Regions from separate parts of the Triticum aestivum genome. Here region 2 is linked to region 1. The links are chromatin contacts, called in public Hi-C maps. All regions are on one chromosome and are shown on one strand. Each heading gives the region's core, a stretch centred on a gene start, on an enhancer-like site or on the middle of the called end of the contact. The rest is flanking DNA. Distances are from core to core; before and after follow the strand shown.

Region 1 (6,300 bases), core at 2,226-4,725:
TTTCCTCTTCCTGCAGATGCACGTGATGACAAATTGATGACTAAGAATTAGTAGCATAAAATAGGTAAATCTAAAGACTACGCGGTCATCATGTATGCCAAAAAATCTGGATGGTGCAATCTCCATTCCATAAGCGGGAAATAAATGCATTTTCTCGATTGACATTTGTTTGCAAAATTCATATGATCTTTGCTTATTCTGTAGCATGACCCTTGCTCTGGTCTATCAACTTAGTCTACAATGATCCAGCTTATATTAATACAATTAATGAGAAGTTACTAAGGTTACCTTCGTGAATGTGAGACGACTACAGGACCGCACTACAGATTCATAGGCATCCCAATGATCTTCAGAAAGTTTGCTTAAGCTTCTCAATTGGTTTTCCAGCACTGAATTAGCCATTCCCAACTTGCTCCATGTATCTGCGGCTTTCTGAGGATCAGACTTCTGCCACTGTTTCACAGATCCAACCATTGATGGAGTAGATGATCCTCCAGTTCCAGGTTCACCCAGAAGCTAACAACAACAAACACTCTATGTTAAAATTCCAAACTCAACCTTACTGAAACAAATCCCCATTAATCGACAAATAAACATAATATCAAATAATATTATCATACTACAAAAAAGAAATCAGGTAAGTTCTTTGGTTAAAGAATCTTACAAAATGACATTCCCAGACTTAAGAATAACTTTTTTATCACCTTCATAGCTCATGAGGGTAAAACAAAAAATCAAGGCAAATAAACTTAACAAATACGATGATAAAGAATATTTTATATCTGCAAGGTGCTCAGAATATTAGCATATTCATTGCTTACAAAGAAGGGAGACAAGCATGACTTGTGGTGTCCATGCTTACAACAGTACTATTCTACCAGTTTCAGCCATGGAAATCAAAGGTTAACAAGCATCATAGCGGTGCAACTAACTACTAATCAGACTACATATCCTATACTGTCAGCAGCAGGCCAGTAATTATGACGAGAGGTGACAACCAGTAAAATGGTATAATAACAAGTAGGAAAACCTCATCATCAATCATCCAACTTACAAGGCACATCAGAGGAGGCAAAGAAAATTGGGTCTTCTCATGATCCCACCTCCGTGTAACAATATCTGCTACTACATCTGGCAAGCAACTCCCGCCTATAACCTGTAAATATTTTTTAAGATTACTACTAACGAAGTCGCTGGGATAGACAAATGTTGGGCACTTGCTGGGATAGATAACTATCCGGGACTTCTTACCTGGGCTGAGGAGAGGATTTCAGGAGAGAACCTTGTGTAGCGGTGACTCCCATAGACAGCGGCACTAACATCAAAGCCACTGCCAATTTTCCCTTGTGCTATACAGTGTGCACTTTGAGCAATAGCATGCACAAAGTCAAAATCTCGTCCAGTTGCAGTGACACTGGATGATTGATCTGAACACGAAAGGTTAACAGCTCCAAGGTAATGAAGAAGAGCAGCGACAACTGATGCAGTCATGGCAGCTGATGATCCAAGTCCAGTTTTTGCCACTTCAGGTTTGCATATTTCTCCAGTTCCATTAGCAACTTCTGAGTTAAACGTAATTGAGCAAAATGGAGGCAATGAAAGCAATACCTCTGGCGTTAGAGGCAGACCACGTGCTTCAATCTGAAGAAAGAGTGAAATCCACTGCTAATTATCTACCAGTGAGAATGCGTTTGAGGAAAACTATGGTTGTATCATTGTATGACATACATAGGTAAAAAGTGGGACCAATATAATTAATAATGTACATTTAGTGTGTAAAAGAATGGCATACATAAAGAAATGAAAGGAAGTAACAACTCCTGAATGCTTTGCAGTGGGTTCCTACTTCACATGTGCATCGAATCTTAACACTTACACATAAAGAAATAAATGGAGAATGAAACGAAACCAGTGGTAATTTTTGCACATCACGAGCTGTTGAAGTGAATAATAAAAACACGACATCTAGAAAGGGAGAAAGAATGCAAGAATTTATACACATCCTATGTCACACTCACATGTGAGCATGTCCTGCGTCTGTTTGAAGTTCACAAGTAATTTCCTCTTTTAAGAATCACATTTTCAGATTGTAAACTTATAGGCAATACCTGATGTATAACCAATTCTACACAATTCATTACATATACTGATATGTGAAGTGTAACCGCCTGTGACTGAAACAATAATTTGGTCATAGAAGCTAAGACCATCATTCAATTTTGATTATCTTAGAACATACTCAATTTACTCAAATCCGTTTAGAGATCTTAGATTTGGCCCTGACACCGCGCTACTTTTTCATTTCAATGTGGGGATGCGATGTTCAAGATAAGATTAGGAGATCCAAAAGGAAAGGAACAAAGACAATGTAAATCAAATCTCTTGTTTTTATTTTATTTTTCAGGTTCAATTGTAATTCAAATAGGAAGCATTACCTGCTTCCTGTATGAATAGAAATCATTGGAACCCAGAATTGTGATGTTCAAACCTGCACAAATAAAGCTCAAAGAATCAACAACGAAATACTACTACAGTATACAACAGATACAAAATCAACGTTGTGCTTTAGAGTGGAGCAGGTAACTAATGGGAAGTTGCATGACCTCGCAACAGCAGCTTATCTAGTGCATCTTTCTTCTCCTTGTCAGTAATAGACACTTTGGCAGCGGCTACGGAGAACTGTATCGCCTGCTCCACAAAAGGATTTGTAGACTCCCTGCAACATTAGCACAAATCAATAACAGCACACTGCTGCAAACAACTGAACTCCAACAACACTATGACAAATCAAGAGTGCTATGCAGGGCTTTGGTCCGAGCGAATGATCCACAACTCGCCTTGCGGACGTCAATTGGAGCGTCGAATTCTTGATGGATAGCTTGTAGGCGGCCTCCCGGGAGAGCTGAGGGGAGGTCACCTTCACATCCGCCCACGCCTGATACAGCACAAGGGTACAGGATAAGCGGTGATCTGGTGGTACGGAAACCGGAGGACCGGGCAGAGCTCGGCCTCACCCATGCCCAGGAGTCGGGGCTGAGCTCGTCGTGGATCGGGCGGACGATGGCGTAGAAGCGGGCGGTGGTGCTGAGGACGAGGCCGGGGTTGGGGCGCTCCAGCACCAGGTACCCTCCCGCCACGAGCACCTTCCCCGGCGCCGACGCGACCCTGAAGACACACGACCGAGCGGGGTGAGCTGACCGGATCGGGGCCCGACTGCGGAGGCAGGCACGCAGAGAGGCAGATGCAGAGCCGAGCAGGGTAGGCGAAATCTAGCAGTGTCCGACGACTCACACTTCCATGGGCTTCCCCTACTCGGCGACTGGAGTGGAGTGCGATGCGGCGGTCGTGCGGCACGGCGCGCAGGGCAGCACGTTTCTGCCTACGGCGGAGGAACCGAGGAGGAGCGGTGGCTGGTGGACGGGGAGTCGCCGCGCGGCGTTCTGCAGAGACTTTCGACGACGACGGCCGTGCGGAGTTGCAGTTGGCCCGGCACGTGCCTATCCAGACATGGCCAACGGGCCGGACGGCCCGGGCACAGCATGGCACGTCGAGGCCCGTATACATGTGGGCCGGCACGACACGCGTGCCGGCCTGCCTACGTGCTCTTCGGCCTTTTTGGGCTGTTTAAAAATAAAAGTTCAGGAAAAATAAAGAAATGAACAGGACCATGCCGGCACGCAGGCCTGCAACAAGCCTGGGGTCGTGCAAGGCCTGGCACGACCCATTTAGTCGTGTGACGTGGCGGGCATGCTGGCTTCTTGGCTGGCCCACGAAGCACGACCTGTTTGGCCAGCCCTGGCTCGATATTGTATTTTTTTTCTCTGAGATGGACTCGATCTCGTTGATGGGCGGGCTAGGAGGACACGAATATGGGCTGAGCCCAAACGGCTCCGGTTTTGAGCAGCCCCATGGAAACTCTCGATGGCATATGGGGCTTGAGGAGATATCCGTGATGAATGGTTCACTCGCCTCAAGGTCGCCCTAAATAAGTCGGCTCAACGTGGGAGGATCGCCTTCGTTGGGAACATTTTTCATTTTTATACATTTATTTATATTTCTCAAAATGAAACGTATTTAATTTAAGTTTTTTAAAACATTTATGGAAATGTTCATCCAATGTAAAAAGAGTGTTCGACAACTTTAAAAAGATGTTGACAGCATTCGAAAAATGTTTGTGACATCTAAAATGGTTTTTAAGAAAAATGTACGTGACATTTTGTAAAAGAAATATTTGTGTAATTCAAAAAAAATGTACAATACCATTAAAATGTATGTTTCATTTAAAAACATGTTCATGAGTTTCAAATATATGTTAGTAAAATTTCAAAACAAAATTATAGAATGTAAAAATGGTTACATACTTAAAAAAATGGCTTTGTATTATTCAAAGAAATGTTTCAACTATATTTAAAAAATTGCTTAACACAATTTCTAAAGAATGTTCGAAAATATGTGTTTGAAAAATGTTTAGCATGTAGTTGAAAAATGCGAAACATATATAAAAAAGGTCTTATATTTATACCAAAAGTATACAATGTGTATGAAAATGATAGACATCAAAACATATATTTGTCTTCCAGCTCAAGTTGCACATAGGCTTAAGATTTCTAGGCCTACTTTCCTTACTGATTGTCTCTCCTTGACAAGAGCGGCAGCGGAAAGAAGTGACTTAGCTTATTCTACCCTTTGGTCCATCAGGAAATATCTTGCTGAATTATTCTCTTTTACTAAAGATCTCCATGCACAGGTAGCTGACAACGTGGCTCATCAAGTTCTTAAAAGTTCTATAGAATCTGACATTAGTTGTTTTGCTTCAGCTCATAGAAACAGGTCTTGCCCTGTAGTTTCCCTCCTTTCCAACTTTAATTTTCAGGGTTATGTACTCCACGTTGTAAGATGTTATTAAGTTGAATGAAAATGTTGGCGCTTTGTGCGCCTTCCTCTATTAAAAAAGATATATTTGAGCAAATATTAATGACGTATCCGACAAATGTTAAATGTGTATAAAAAATCCTAATTTATACAAAAAATTACAATGTGTATGTAAAATCTTAACATGCGTTAAAAATCAAAAGAATAAAGAATAAAATAGAAGAAAACGGTGAAAACAGAAGAAAGGAACAAAGAAGACCGAAAAAAGGAAAAACAAAGAAAAACTGATGCAAACATTGGAAAACGGTAAGAAACCAGAGAAAGGGGAGCGGAGGGCAGGCTGCAGCTACCTGCAGCTACAGTACTTGGCTGACCGAGTAGCACCGCCCGAGAACAAGCCGGAGAACATGGATCTCTGCCACTAGTCTTAATCTCGTTTTAGAGGGGACGACATGGCGTCTAGAGATGAAAAACTCTGGAGTTGAAAACGAGAGTCCTCACCACAGTTTTTTTTTTAATATCACCACAGGACTTCCAAAACTAAAATGCAATCATGTTCTTTGGTGCCTGCAAAATGCTATAGACAGTATAACATATCTCTCGAGCACACATAACCGAAACGTTGCTGCCACCATTTCGTCCTCCCTACAAAAACCGCCATGGCATGTAGTAGCAGGCTATAGCTGACTACCCCTGACAAGAAAAATAAATAACAAATAACTAACCCCCGGAGTAGGTTGTTCCATATGGTTGCCTATCCTAAAAGAAAGGTGCATATAGTTACGATGCAGTTAGTTGGAGGAATCTTTGGCCGCTGCATGCAAACCCCAACCATAGCATAGCAAACCTCCCATCTGATGAACATGCCGGGTCAGATCACTAATAAACCGCAAACAAAATAATCTCCTCCCCCTTAAACAAAGCGCGGTTAATGGGCGTCGCAGGCGATCGATCGAGCTCTCCGGTTTCTTCCGGCAGGGACGCGTTATGGTCCATTATTTCCTCGATGATGCGTCCATCGATCGTCTCTGAGCTTTACGAACCGGACCTGACGACGAGAATTGCTTTATGATAGGCTCCATCAGCGACCCATCGCCATCTACATGAATGATAGACAGATCGATCAGCTACGCACTTCATCTAGTATGTTATCCATACGTGCTAGCTTAAGGAGGAACGGTTGCCAGAGGTTGTGGATTAATTGTACAAGTGGCTGTGGCCTCCGAGCTCCGACTACCTCTGCTTGCTTGCTTGCGGTGCACCATCACCTGACTGATCTTTTATTGCAGATAAATTGTTGTTCATGTGATGATTGGGGCTTCCCCGCCTAGTGGGGGGCTAGTGGAATAAAATATTTTGGTCAGGGCATGTGAGACAATGTGGGTTTGTTCCCCCATTGAATTATCACTAACAGATTGGTTCAGCGTC
Region 2 (3,544 bases), core at 888-3,387, 370 kb after region 1:
ACACACAAATGCAATGGACATACTTGAAAGAACGGAGGGACAGATCTTCAATAGCACAGTTTGAGCCCTGGCAACAGGTTAGTTGACCTTTCTTTTAATCCTGTGGTTTGATGCTTCATAAACATAAGACGTTTTGGCAGTTCAATCTTATATTTAGGAACAGAGGTAGTACTTTTTAATTTTTTATCTTCAACTTAGAGATTTGTAGTTCAGATTTTCTTTAGATGTTTTCAGCAAAACTTTCATCTCTTATGGTGGATAGCAGGAGAACTCCAAAACAAAATCAACCCCGCGCGGAGCATCTGCAGTTTAAGGGCAGGGTCCCGGTATAGTAACTATTGATCACCCCATCACCAAGACGCCAAGAAGTTCATGAGATTTTTAGCATGCATTCCGAAAATCACTCTTAGATACAAGAATCACCTTCTGACATCATCGATTAGCATGAGGTTTTGACCCATATGCAGCAGACTTAAACAAACAGATTATACAAAGCAAAAACTGACAGTTTGCTGAAGGTTTTACACATCCAAGCAACAAATAATAGTAATAACACAATTAACATTGTGTTCAAGATTTTACATCCAAGCAGCGACTGATAGTTATTACTAAGGAACAGATATTACCGCACATTAGAAGAGCTCCTGGAAAACAGATGTCCCCTCCTCAAGAAGAAATAATCAATGCCCAAGCAATTCTGGGTCCCCAACGTACTCTGCAATCTGATCATATTTCACACGCACCATGTCTTTTGTATCCGCATCCTCCACTACTGCAGTCTCTGCCTCTGAATTCTTCTCTACCAGATGCCCATACACCCCCTTGTGCTTCCCACAGAGCACAAGCACTTGGCCGTTTGTCCGTGGCAGGACTGTTTCAAGCATATCCTGCTCCACCCCCTGCACAAGCTCTGACCCGTCATCCATCATTATGTCACATGTCGTTGGTCCAACCACATCGACAATTTTTGCCTTCTGCAGGTACAACCTTCTGCTGAACCTCTCATTAACCACTCTAACCCTAATATTGCTCTGTAACCAGCGCACTTTGTTACCAACATCGCGGCTACTCTTTTCTTCTCGACTATCCCGAGATTTTCTCTCTTTCTCTCGAACCTCCCTCTCGGCCCTAAGATCACCAGATCTCTTCTGTCGGGAACTTGAATCCCTCTCCCGGACTCTGTCTTCCTTGTCCATATCTCTCTTCTTTGCATTTCCATTCTCTGCGGACTTCTTTCCACCATTCTCTGTCGGCTTCTTTCCACCAATAACCCAGTCGCCGGAGCGAGTCTTCTTAGGGTCTGCCTCAGAAGGGTCGTAACCTAATCCCAGCGTACCGGCACGGCGGTTATACTCAACAACCTTGGTATCTTCCTTGTTATTGCGGCCGAGCCCTTTGCCTTCCGACCAGCCGTAACCAGCAAGGAGGGCAGCACCGAAGCCCTCCACAGGCACCTCCTCAAACTCATCTATACCACGGTGGTCAGGGAGGCTGGCCATGTCCTCCTTGTACCGTCGCAGCATAAGGTCACCGCTGGAGCCGCCATCTCTGGCTGGAGAGGTCGGCTTCTTCTCTGATTCCTTGGAAGACTGCGTCTTACCCGGCTCCGTGGCGTCAGCCTCGGCGTCGGCGTCGGCGCCGCGTCGGGTGAGGCCATACCCTATGTGGGAGGAGGGGTTGTCGGGGGCCTCGGAGGTGTCGAGCACGAATGTGGGGCCACCGGCGGTGGAGGCCGCAAGGGCGGCCTCCTCCTCGGGGGTCGGGAGGGAGGAGGGTTTGCGGGAGCGGTGGTTGAGGAAGTGGCCGGAGTTGGGGAGGGGCGCGATGACGGCGGACGCGGCGCCGGCGGCTAGGGTTTGCGACGGATCGAACTCGGTGACGAATTGCTGGGCGGGGGCAGCGGCCGCGGAAGCGGAGTTGCCGCTGGCGGCGGAGGAATCAGCGCCGGCGGCGGGGCGGGGCGGCTTGGGCGGCCTGAGCTTGGAAGGGATGGAGAAGGACAGCTTCTTCTCCTTCTCCATGGCGGCGGCGATTTGGGGGAAAGCGTGTGGAGTCTGTGGGGGGCGCAGAAACACGAAAAAAAATACTGGTACAGGAAAGAAGGAACCGAGTTCGTGTGACGTTGAGACTCGGTATCGGCTGAGCCCCCAGTGGCAAAGCTGGTCAAACGGGCCGGGCCGACCAGGCCAGCCCGCGACCACGCCGGCACAGCCGGGCCAGGCACGGCACGCCCTGGCCGGTGCCTGGGAATGTTAAATGCGTATACAAAAAATGTTTATGATGTATACAAAAAAATATACCATGTGTATGGAAAAAAACTAACATAAAAAAAAGTTTCAAAAATTTTATTCATGTACTTGTAAAATATTAAATGTGTACAAAAATATTTTTGATGTATACAAAACATGTACAATGTATATGAAAAAACTATGTGTTTAAAAATGTTACTCATGTATTCGGAAAAATGTTAAACATGCATACATAAAGTATAAGCATGTAAAAAATGTATCAAATGCATAACGAAAATGTATGATGTGTAAAAAGTAGACATCAAAACATATATTCAAAAAATGTTAACCATATGCACAAAAAAATGTTAACCATGTATTAAATAAGTCATAGATGTATACCAAAAATGTACAATGTCTATGAAACAATAGACATCCAAACATTTATTCGAAAAAATATTAACAATGAATTTCCAAATGCTAAAGGTAAATTAAAAAATTACGTATGTAATAAAAAATGTAAAAAATCAGAAAAATAAAAAAAGGGAAAAGGAAACCAAAGAAACAGGTGCAAAAAAATTGAAAACAATGAAAACCGAGAAAGAAATAAAGAAAACCAAGAAAGAAACGAAAAAAATGAAGAAAATGAGAAATAAGAGAAAACACAACAAAAAATATGAAAGAAACCAAAAAATGAAGAAATAACAAAAAATGAAGTACAATGACGAAAAAGGAAAATGAAAGAAAACCAATGAAGAAGTAAGAAAACCAAACAAAAAATAAAATAAAAACAAAAACACTAAAATCGAAACACCCAAACTAGCACATTAGCGAACTGACCACCGACGAAGAAATGGATAGCATGCTATTGAGTCGGCCCACACGCGTGCACGCTGCAGGGAAGCTTCATGCGAGAGGAGCTAACATGTCGTTATAAGCCATATATAGAGCACTCAAGGGGTGCGCGAAATCACTAATTAATAGTTAAGGGTTGTCCTTTGCAAAAGTTGTCTCCCACCTTCTCAGACGCTCACAAGTGGTGCCACCTGTCACAACCAAGGAGTTTTCGTTTTCTTCGTAAATTTGTTTGTTTAAAATATCTTATCTCTTGAACTGTGTGTTTAAACCCCGAATCATTTTACCGTCAGATTTCTAATGTTGAGATGTTTACAGTTAGATCTCATGTTAATAGATTTTGATGAACATCTCTTCATGGAAAAAACGAATACTAGAAAAAAAAATGGAAACCAAAAAAAGAATATTGAATAAAATAGAGTAAAAACAAAAAATAACAACCCAAAAACAAATACAGGAAA

The links. A called contact is a pair of places that touch in the nucleus more often than the background predicts.
Region 2: a Hi-C map of leaf shows a contact between it and region 1, with 5 times the contacts expected there. The contact joins the promoter of LOC123085305 here to the promoter of LOC123085303 in region 1. A contact is called at or near these places in 1 of 5 Hi-C or Micro-C datasets (leaf) and 1 of 1 datasets of contacts at active chromatin or transcription factors (leaf).

What each region holds. Positions count from the first base shown.
Region 1 is chr4A:85,266,575-85,272,874 of IWGSC CS RefSeq v2.1, forward strand. LOC123085303 (phosphomevalonate kinase, peroxisomal) reads right to left here and starts at 3,476. Exons shown (of 10, transcript XM_044506925.1): 1 at 3,292-3,476; 2 at 3,015-3,165; 3 at 2,838-2,935; 4 at 2,604-2,716; 5 at 2,436-2,488; 6 at 1,252-1,641; 7 at 1,055-1,156; 8 at 289-516. The coding sequence starts at 3,299.
Region 2 is chr4A:85,641,748-85,645,291 of IWGSC CS RefSeq v2.1, forward strand. LOC123085305 (protein MOS2) reads right to left here and starts at 2,138. Exons shown (of 2, transcript XR_006439670.1): 1 at 627-2,138.